Regions from separate parts of the Anser cygnoides genome. Here region 2 is linked to region 1. A link is a contact called in public Hi-C data. All regions are on one chromosome and are shown on one strand. The core of a region is the stretch at or near the end of the contact, and the rest is flanking DNA. Distances in the headings are between cores, read along the strand shown.

What was found. A called contact is a pair of places that touch in the nucleus more often than the background predicts.
Region 2: a Hi-C map of liver shows a contact between it and region 1, with 3 times the contacts expected there. The contact joins the enhancer-like site here to the promoter of FNIP1 in region 1. A contact is called at or near these places in 6 of 7 Hi-C or Micro-C datasets (blood, fetal liver, granulosa cells and 1 more).

The regions. Positions count from the first base shown.
Region 1 is chr14:2,153,667-2,159,124 of Taihu_goose_T2T_genome, reverse strand. It overlaps FNIP1 (folliculin interacting protein 1), which reads right to left and starts at 3,955. Exons shown (of 18, transcript XM_066977036.1): 1 at 3,786-3,955. The coding sequence starts at 3,874.
Region 2 is chr14:2,206,192-2,211,374 of Taihu_goose_T2T_genome, reverse strand. FNIP1 (folliculin interacting protein 1) reads right to left here. Exons shown (of 18, transcript XM_066977036.1): 12 at 989-1,135. Among named protein-coding and RNA genes, the nearest start is that of RAPGEF6, 24 kb to the left of the region's middle. Within about 2 kb of position 2,929, at least 2 of the 3 cell types and tissues checked have open chromatin away from gene starts, as enhancers often do. A contact at or near this core is called in liver, where this site is marked.

The DNA.
Region 1 (5,458 bases), core at 2,706-5,205:
CTTACAGCTCTATTTACCATCGGAAATACCGTCCACAAATTTCACAAGTTAGGAAGAAACGTATCTTAACAACAAAGACATAAACGGAGACCTCTCAGCAACTTCCTGAGCTTTGGGCTCATTCTACCGAGTGCGTTTTGAAGACCAAAACGATGGTCAAGGTATCAGTGCTTTTGCAGCTCCCTCCTCTCCAAAGCACTGAAGTGCACCGCGAGGAAGCCAAAAAAGAAATACCAGCTTGTAAGCAGCTTCTGTGGCAGTCAGGAATCCAAGCGCCCAGTGGAACACCGTGTGCGCACACACAATACTCAGCAGAAACGTGTGGCTGCTTCTGCTTAGTTTAAGGAAGTTTTTGAAAGATTGTGTCCACTTTACTGGGGAGATTGATTAGAAACAGAGTTTCTAATAGGGTTCATTTAATTGGTATTTAAAAATGTATACACATTTGAGACACTTGTACAGCACACGATTCACACAAACAGCTTTATGTATTTTTATAACATGAATACTTTGCACCTGAAATTCTAGAGAACAGCATACCTGCAATCTCAAGTTCCTAATGACCGTAACAGCCCAAGCCTGGGCTCAGCTAGTCCCGTCTCCTGTCACCAGCAGCGGCCACTGCCAGATGCTACAACACGGCCACGGGATCCTATTTATAGCAGAAGTTGCCCTCGGGGAAAATCCACTCACGTGAGTATTATTTGCAGTAGACAGCTGGTACTCTACACCTTACAGCTTAAGGGGTTGTCTCTTCTCTAGAACACTTGCAGGTGTTCCTTGTAAACATATTTTACTACTAAAACTTTGAATGTTTTTGCTCTTCCTGTGAGTGCCTCACTGTGCAGAGACATTTCAGTGTATGGACCAAGTCTGCCAACTGTCCTCAGCCAAGCTGAAGGGCTGAACTACCAACATGCAGTGGATCTGTTGTGACTTCCTGACAGCGCTTCCGTAACATAAATGGCTCGTGCATGTGGGGAAAAAAGACCACAAACTGGGACATCACCAAATACTTCACAGTTGCTAACTCACTGGTCCCATCACGGAGCTGTTAACCGCTCCAGCACCTAGCTCTGAAGGACCTCCGGTTTGGCTGGACTCTCTCTCAACACCCATCACGGACAGAAAGATTCTAAGCAGGAAAAAAGATAGTAAAGAAAATACTTTGCCCCTGAAAAGCATTATGTTATTTCTGAAATAACGTAAGTAAGTTCAGGTAAGTAGAATTTATGCCCTAGTAAATTTTCACAATAAGCCTGAATGAAATGCAAAGTATATTCACAGACAAAAAAAAAAAAGCATCAAAATCATCCTTATATGTTTTGCTATACTGATACCATGCCAGAGTAGCTAGATTTCTCTCTTTAACATATTAATCCCTAAATATATTAAGTGAATTCATGCATTTTTTATGGGTATTCTACAGCCTCCTCAATAAGAGGACCAAGCTTTCACAGTGAAGGCAAACAACAATAACCAAGTTCACAATATTTGGAAAAAAGTTCTGTTATTTAAAACATAAGCAATAATAATATACCAACACAATCTTGTACCACTGAAATTGATGAGCGTGTTGCCCTCAGGTTTGCTGGAGACACAGGAACAGACTAAAAATCCAGAGCGCTTGCTTCCCGTCTCTGAATTCACAGCCGTAATAAGTAATGGTCTGTGTTTTGTGCATTATCCAAAAGTTTCACCAGCAACTGATAAGGCCATATATAGTGAGGATTAACTCAAGACTTATCCCCATTTGGAAAACAAAAGAAGCCATTAGGCAACATGCCTAGAGGGCATCTGTATTAGTCCTCGAAATATAATACTTGGCTCCTGTCAGAAAGAGCCAGGTCTCGCACTCCCCCCTGTCTCCGCCAGGAGAACCATCAGCCTCCTCTTGGGATTTTACACAGGTCTGCCAAAAAATAAATAACAACTGCAAATTCACTGGTTACTGGTTGACAGATCATATCACAAGGCAAAACGGCACTACGCAAGCGGAGGAGGGTGAGGCAGACAGCGTGACATATCTTTTTGAAAATTCACATCCAGTTTGGCACAGAACGGTGCATGTTAAAGAGGGAAGAAGAGACGCCTCCTTGCAGAGTACTCACTTTCGCTTCTTTCAACACAGGCGTGATCCCCACACTTCTGCCCCAGGGTCTGCATTGCAGCTGTTGAATTAACCGCCAGTCTCCATACAAATTCATCGCTACCAGAAGTCTTAACAGGGTGGAAAAGGCACGGCAATTATAGAGACCAGCCCTAGTGACCCTCCCCATCAAGGGTCCTGAGCCCAGTATTAAGCTGATTTAGAAAACTGGATGACATGGACATAATTGCAGAGTTTTGTCTCTTAAAAAATAATACAAAAAAGAAGAAAAAAAAAAAGGGACCACCTTCCAGTAAACGGCAGGGAGGCGTGGGAGCAGCTGTGACCAGTGGCTGTGGAAGGCACGCTGTCGTCGTTACAGCACCAGACCTCACGCAGCGTCCAGCCACGTTTCCTGCCTGTGTAAGGACACCACGGACCCGTCGATACCGGGATGCTTCGGTTACTGAAGTTATGCTCCTGACCACCTGAACTGCCGTCTGAAATTCTATCAGGGCAGCTACGCATGCCACCACGTAAGCTGAGCGCATCAGCCAGGTATCTCCCCTTACAGGGCAACCCAAGGGCTGGTCATCTCTGAGCCTGGTGGGTAATAAATGTCAGGACGGGATGGAGGAGTGCTTTATGACATTGGTAGAAGAGTTTCGAGACGCGCACAACTCTTACTAGCGAAGCGCGTTTGATTTGCATTCGAGTCGCAAACTTTGCACTTTAAAACGATTTTGCAGGCTACCTTTTGGCCACTCCAGCCAAGACCGGGACCGCGTCGCCTTCCAGCGCAGCAATTACCTGGCTGTGCAACAGCAGCACTTCATTTCGCAGCCACAAAAAGCTCCAGTCCCTGCCCTAACCTCTGCACCGAGCCCTGGGCGACGGCTAGGCCCTGGCGCAGGGGTGCCGAGGGAAACGTCCCCCTGCACACGAGGAATTTTGGGGGACCACCGGAACCCAGGCTGTCCCTGGCAAGGCCACCAAGGTTCAGGCCGCTGAGATGGGGGCAGATCCCGAGCAGCCCCTGGGGCTCGGGGCAGCGGGACGGGCTCTCCTGGAGAAAATACTCCCTTTTTTTTTATTTTTTTTTTTGCCTGCCGGTGTTGTGCTTGGCACCTTTCGGTGGATCCAGTTGTGTTGCGGTTAGATCACGACGAACCTCACCCGTAACCCCTACGCTTGGCTTGGCTGTAGGGGAAAACTCGGCGTTCCCAAACCCTCCCCTCCCGCACATTTTTCAGGTTGCTCCCTGCGGATCGCCAGCCGCCCGCCCGTGACAAGCGGCATGGCGCCTCCTCGCCTCCCCCCCCCCCCGGGCCCCGAGCATCCCCTGGGGAAGCCACCGAGGGCCCCACACCGGCTCCGGGGGCCTCACAGCGGCCCGGGGGGGGGTGCTGCAGGCGGCTGGGCGGCGGCGGGGCACGGGAGGGGGGCTCCGGCTCGGCGCCCCCGGCGGCGGGGGACGGAGCCCCGGGGCCAACGGAGCGGGCGGGGAGGCTGAGGGGAGCCGGGGAGCGGCGCCAGGAGGGGCCCCGCGCTGCCGGGAGAGGGCTGCGGGGGAAGGAGGGCTGCGGGGGAAGGGGCGCTGCCGCCCTTCTTCCTCCCCTCCTCCTCCTCCTCCTCCTCCTCAGCCCCTCAGCGGGCGCAGAACTTCGGGGGCGGGGGGGGGCCCCGGCCCGCTCACCTGAAGACGCAGTCGTCCCTCGCGTCCCTGGCGGGGGAGACGAGCCCGTGCTTCTTGTTGAAGAGCTTCTGGAACAGGGTGGGCGGCATCTTGGGGCCGCCGCCGCTGCCCCCCGGCCGCCGCCGCTCGCCGCCGCCGCCCGCCGCCGAGCTGCGCTGAGCGCCGTCCCCTCGCGGCTGGTTCCGCCCGCCCGCCTCCATTCGGTGTCACAGTCATATGACGGCCATTAGTCACCCGCCGCGGCCGCCAGGGGCGGGACGGGGAAGGAGCCGCGGCCCCCGAGCCCGGGAGCGCCCGGCGGGGGGGGGAACGCGGAGCCAGGCCGGGAACGCGCGGGGGAGCCCCGGGGCTCCGGCGGGGGCAGCGCGGGGCAGGGCGAGGCGCGGCCCCGCCGCCTCCCGCCCGGGGAGACGCGGCCGGGAGCCCCGCTTCCGAGCCCCTCTCAGCCCCGCAGAGGCCGTCGGAGCAGCCTTCTGCTGCTTCCCTGCGTTCTCGTCTCCTCCCTTAAAGCCCGGAGCTGCGGGACCCCAGCTCCTGCCCCCTTTCTTCTCGGCCGGCCCCGGCGTGGGGCGCAGCCCGAGGGGCCTCTCCCGCACCGCAGCCCCGACAGAAATAGCAGGGCGCTCAGCCCCAGCCCTCCGCGAGTCAGGCGACGGGAAGGAAGGTGGACCGCAGGCATTTGCATGCAGAGGAAGCCATCATAACAAATAAAACATCCGTCTGCAGAGCGGCATCGGGGACGTGATGCGCTGCGGTTGAAGCCAGAACAAACATAAGCAAAAAAAAAAAAAAAAAAGAGTTTGATAGATTTTATAAAATCAAAAGGAATTGCAGATTTTATTTATTTATTTATTTAGCAGAACTGTTTATTAATACAGCTTTAAAGGAAATGGCAACACTGGATACAGTTAACAGCCTCCTTCACTGTCTCCCTCTGTAGACACAAGACCAGCAGAAAGCTAATTAATTAAGAACTGGGTAAACAGAAGTGATTCATTGCTTTCCCTGGAAAATGGAATTAAACTAAGACATAATGTTACTATGATGTAACATTAAATTAAAATACTTTTAAACAAGGATAGTGTAGTGGGTAACACGTGCAGGGGATCGTTCTGTAGATAGATGTAACCAGCCACCTGGAGGAACTCTTGCTTTTCACCTGCTAGAAGTTGATGATGATTATAATAGAAACTAGGAATTAACGTTCAGATGCATCTTTTCCCCTTTGTTCTGTATGCAGGATACACCTGCCTGCTGCAGATATACAGACGACTGATCTTTAGGCTTTCACATGGTGAAAGAATATAATACCTTCAAAGTCAGCATAGAAATACGGTTTCAAATAAAACCTTCAAGTAGGGAATAATACAGAATCATAGAATTTGGCCAGGAAATGCAACTGAGCTTTCAACAGTTTCATAATTTACAGCACTGAAGATTCAGCTAATCTCAAGTGCATTAAAACTCAAGTTGACAGCATCCCTTTAAAATATTAATCTGTTCCCAAAGCTCCTAAATTAACAGCAAGGCATTCTGAAGCTTGGTTAACATACGTTAATCAAGGTAGCAGAGATGATGGACAGTAAGAGAAAGTGAGATAAATATGTGATTAACCATCCATTTTCCTGTAAAAACCTCCCCACGGACAAATCCTTATACCTACACAAAAAACA
Region 2 (5,183 bases), core at 1,680-4,179, 53 kb before region 1:
AAATGTAAATAAGAAGCACAGGGCTCAGAGTGACAGGGACTGAAAGAGGCTAATCCCGGGGAAAAGCTTCCAGTGCAGCGGGAACTTGTTTTAGGAAGGCACATTTGAGCCCCTCATAAACCCCTACGGTTTCTCCCTCGCACTGAGGCAGGAGAAAGTGCACACACTGCCCACTAACTGTGACCTCCCAGTCTGGGGGAGGGAAAAGATGACAGCATTACCCCGGGTGGCAAAGCTGAAGGCTGTGAGGAGCAGCGGGTGCCACCTCCCCTGCAGCTGCGCCTTCCCCATCGCACCACAGCACGTTCCCCTGAGCTAACAGCTGGGCTCTCTGCTCATCCCCACTGAGCTCCACATGTTTGTGCTCGTTTTAGGATTTTCAGTACAGCCAAACACTTAAAAAACTTCCCCTATTCATGCCCTGGGGAAAGAGGATGAACTGTTGACAAAAGAGTAAATTTATCAGATTCTGCTGAGTTTACCAAGAGCGTTCTCCTTCTCAGTTTTTAACAACTGCTCAGGGCTTTGTCCAGAGGGCAGAAAGGTGAATGCTAACGAAGCAAACTATTTCTTTAGGGACATTTTACAGAAGTCGGGTTTAATAGCAATTTGCGGTCAGACAGCATTACACACGTGGCTCTCTCTTACTGAATGTCTAACCTTGCTCATCATATGATAACCGATTTTGAAAGGTAGATGAATGCATTTCCCAAGGTATGTTCATCCCCTTCCAGACATACACACCCATCACGCGCTTCCTATGGACGCGTTTCAAATGTTTAGCCTTTACCCGGATTTAGAGGATTATGGAAGGAGGCATTTAATGGAGGTACTTGCTTACTATATTTCTGTTTAAAAACTAATGCATTTATGGATGGCCTTTTGATTCTTTCTCACTTACTACCAAGATTTAAAAATTGATCTAAAAATTGTTAAAAAAAAAAAAGGCGTAAACACATATACATGTAAAAACTAAAATCCACCATACTGGTTTTTAGCAGCGTTTTCCATCAAGAAAGTGAATTCCTTCATGAAGCGATGGCACAGCTGGTTCTTCTCCGGTGTCCCCGACATCATAGTAAGCCAGACGGGCTCCCCGATCCGCGGCATAGTGTAGAGGTTGCAAATGGTCGTTCTAGGAAGAAATAAATAAATCTGGAATTAAACCAAACAGTGACAGGCAGAGATCCCTACTCAGACAATTCATACTCAACAAATTCACGCTCTTTCCCCCTGGGAGAGCGACACCTCCCAGGTACGTGGTGCATCTGACCGGGCCCACCTCGAGCACAGCGGCGGGCACTGACAAAAGTCAGCGGCTGCCCTGCTCTGAATGGACGGAGATGAATGACTGCTTGTTGTGGTTGCTTCCCTGCTTTCACTACGTTTCATTCAAAACACAGAACTCCTCCATAGCTGATTGGTGACTAGTGCGAATTTATGTGCATCTGCTTTATAAAAATGCCTTACAAATGCTTTATAAAAACTTCCCCCCTGCTTTAACAACCGGTGCCTCTCCACGCCAAACCTACCGACACGTGGCTTTGCAGGGAAGGGGCCCAGGTCTCTGCTATAACTTCAAATGCATCAGAATCAGTTACCCCACGGCTTCAGGGATTATGCACCTACCCACATCCTTTTTGACTTCAGAGAAAACAGTAAATGTATGATTAAAACTCTGGTTTTGCAGCGAAATACCAGGTTAAACCCCCTCAGATTACTGCTAAACTCCTGATCTAAACCAAATTATGGTTTTGCTCTAAGCACAACGCCTGCATTACGACACTACGCGGAGCTAGGTTTTCATCACACTAAAAATATAAGCCTCAAAAAAAAAAATCCACCAAAGGAAATGGCTGATCGATTCAGGTTTCTGCCCACCTCATGTACTGCTTTTTCTGGAGGAGAGACTTTTGCTTTACAGGACATGGGTTTATGTCTAGGAACACCCCTGATTTATACAGATCCTCTCTGGACATGCTGGCCTAAAACTCACAGACACTTCCAGAACCGAAGCAATGGCTGTGCACGGCAGGCAGGCAAACACTCTCGAGCAGCAGCTGCCAAACCTTCGGTGGCTGAGCGCTTAAAGTGAAAGCCTGCAGGAAGCAGAGCCCCGCGCACCGAGGCTGCGGCAGGACGGGACAGCGCGAGGAGGGCAGGCGGCCCCTGCCTGCTCGGGGAGAGAGAGGCTGGGCCCTTCTCTGCCTTCTTTTTTTTTTTTAGCATTTTTCGTTAAAAACATCACCACACTACGTGCTGACAACAGTCAAAATCAGCCCGGTCTTCCTTACAAGCCGGATTTTCTGACAGCTTCCCACCGGAGCAGGAGGAGAGGCAGGGAACCCCCTGGGCTGGCTGGGGAGGGGGAAGCCGAGGCCAGGGTCGCATCCAGCAGCCCCCCAGCACCCGGCTCAGCACCGGGCACGGGCTGGGAACGCAGCGCCTTGGTAGCAGAGAGCTGGGGCTGGAGATGGGATTACCGAGAGAAAGCTTTCTGTTCACAGCCCATTAACTGGAGCGGAGGGTAAGGAGGCCCTAATAAAGGGAGAAACCCCAAGACTGGGAATTTCAGAGCTGGACGAGTTTCAAAGCCCCAGACAAGTATCAAAATGTACACTGCAGACGCAGCTGACCAGAGAAGCTGAAGATAAATGAAACAACTCAACCTAAAATAAAGCTCGTTTCTGCTTCCTATGCAAACTAACCGCGCCGAGCCTCTTGCAGCAGGCAGCTCCGCTGTTTGGAAAAAAAGAAACTACTTCTAAACTAAACCCAACATATTAAAATATTTGTTTTCGTTGAAAAGATAGACCGGGTCTTGTGATTCGTTATTTACTATTCTGGTAACCCTGGCTGCATCTGCAGCTGATAGTGTTTCCTCAGCGCGAGATCAGATTGCACTGGCGGGCGGCCAGCAGGCATGTGACTGCAGCGCAGGGAACCCTCGCTGCCGAGCAGCCTCGGCACACACCAAGGGCAAGGATTAATGCCTTCCAGCTCCGCGAGCACGCAGGGAAACGCTCTCCTTCGGCTGTTAAAAAAAAAAAAAAAAGGCAAAAAAAACCCAAACAACAAACAAAACAGAAAAATACAAAAAAAAAAAAACAAATAAAATAAAAAACCACACTGCAGGGACGCTAACCAGATTAAAACCCGCTAGCAATTAAAACTGAAGCCGACCCCCCCGACCATCTGCAGCAGCAGCCCCCTCCCCCAGCCGTGCTCCAGCACCCCCCGTCCCCGTGCACACAGGAGACCCTGCTCTCGCGGGGGCTGCGGCGCATTAAGAACGGTTGAAATTTGGACATGCTTCAGGGAGGCTGAACCCAGCACGGGCAGGAGCGAGGGCTGGTGGCGCGCAGGGGCCGGGGGGCTCCTCAGGAAGCACCGCTACACCTAGCAGACCTCGCAGCTCAGCACCAACCGGCCGAATGAAAACAAGGCCTAAAGAACCTCCTCCCGGCAGCCCCCTGGGGTTTCACATGCCCTGCGGGTGCAGATGGCTGGGAGGCGAGCGGCACAGCCCAGCCCAGCCCAGCCCTGCTGCCAGGCGCGGGTCAGCTGCTGCCGCTCGGCTTCCTGCTGCGCCCGCTGGTGCGGGACGGCCCTGCCGGTGCTGTAGGACCCACGAGGCAGGAGCCGGTGGATGCGGTGGCCGGTGGCTCTCTGCAGCTCCCCGTCCCCACCAGCACAGCGCTGCTGCCCCCGGCACGGTGCTGAGAGCTGCTCTGCTACCTACCGCTTGCGACGTCGTGACAAAGCCAAGCATCGCTTTGGGTATTGCTTCCAAAGCGAAAACACAACGGTGGTTTATAACATAGACCGGCTGTGAATTTGCTCGCTACCCTCCTGCCCTCGATTTTCTCCCCCTTTTTTTTTCCCCCTCTCAAAAATGAAGCCAACATGGAGCACAGGAACAGGGCTACCCCTAAGGGCTCTGCTGCCAGCGCTGCCCAGCAAAACCCACCACTGTTCGCAGCACCATAAGCTGCTTAAAAATTACTGGCATAAAATAAGATCAAACGTGGCTGCCAGAAAGTGGAGAAAGGTGTTTCCCTAGGCCTGCGTTCAGGGCTTCCTTGCCAGTCTGCGTCTCTGCCACGCAGGTATGAGCCTGCTGCACGCACAGTGTTATCGGAGTGTGGCACTGGGCTCAGGGACCAGGGGAGCTGCAATATTTATTTCATCAGTCATGTGTCTGCACATCTGACATCCAAAGAGTTTTAAGCCTTTAAGTCAAGTGTTACTAGCTAAATCCATCGCTGCTTTACAAAGTGAAAAGTGTCGCAAAACGACTCATGGCGCAAGGGTGGGCCTGGGGCCGGGCACCGCGCTGATGGCAAACGTGGCGATAGCATCGATTTGTGGAAGCAGCCTAGGCCTTTCAGGGAAAGCAGCTGTGTTTTCCTTTTTCCTTTGAAATTCCATTTTCAAAAAAAAAAAGTTCTCCTTCCAAAGGGGAAAAAAAAAAAACAGAACACCTGCAAGGAGTTAAAGCAGCACAGGATTATGTTTTAGAAACACCAACCCACTGCAGTCAGCACCCTTCTTCCCTCCAGCGGAATTTGCTTAAGAGGGTAGAAATCAACACAAGTCTCAGGTTCACCAAAGGACTCGGGCTCCTGACTTCCCCGTGACTTCAGTGGGAACGCAGACGCCTAAAGAGATAATAGTGGCCTAAATGGGTTTGCTGAACCCGTGCCAAAACAACTTCGCATCCAGCCTCTGGTATTTAAATACGCCTTTTTTTCTTACTATAGGCATATTGCTTTGCTTTGAAAGGCTCCTGCACGGTACAGGAAGGCTTTCCTATCGGTACGAGAAGGCTTTCCTCTCGGCGAGCAGGGCTCGGGGCCGTATCAGCCTGCGGGACCAGCCGGGGGCACCGGCTGCCTGCCCGCCTCCCAGCGCGCTCCGTCAAAAAACAGAATCGCCCAAGTCCGCCGCCCCGGGAAATCCATTTATACAAAATTAAACCGGGTTTAATTTACCTCACTACGCTATTAAAGAGTAATATTTGTATAGCCATGGAAACCTCTGCACCAAGTGGCAGTTACACACGTGCTCCCAGCGCGGGTTACGCAACGGCCGGGTCATGCGCGGGACCGCATCCTACAACGCTCGGCGAGACAAGACAGCCGACCCTGGGCCCTGGAGGGCATGGATGGGACAGCACACGG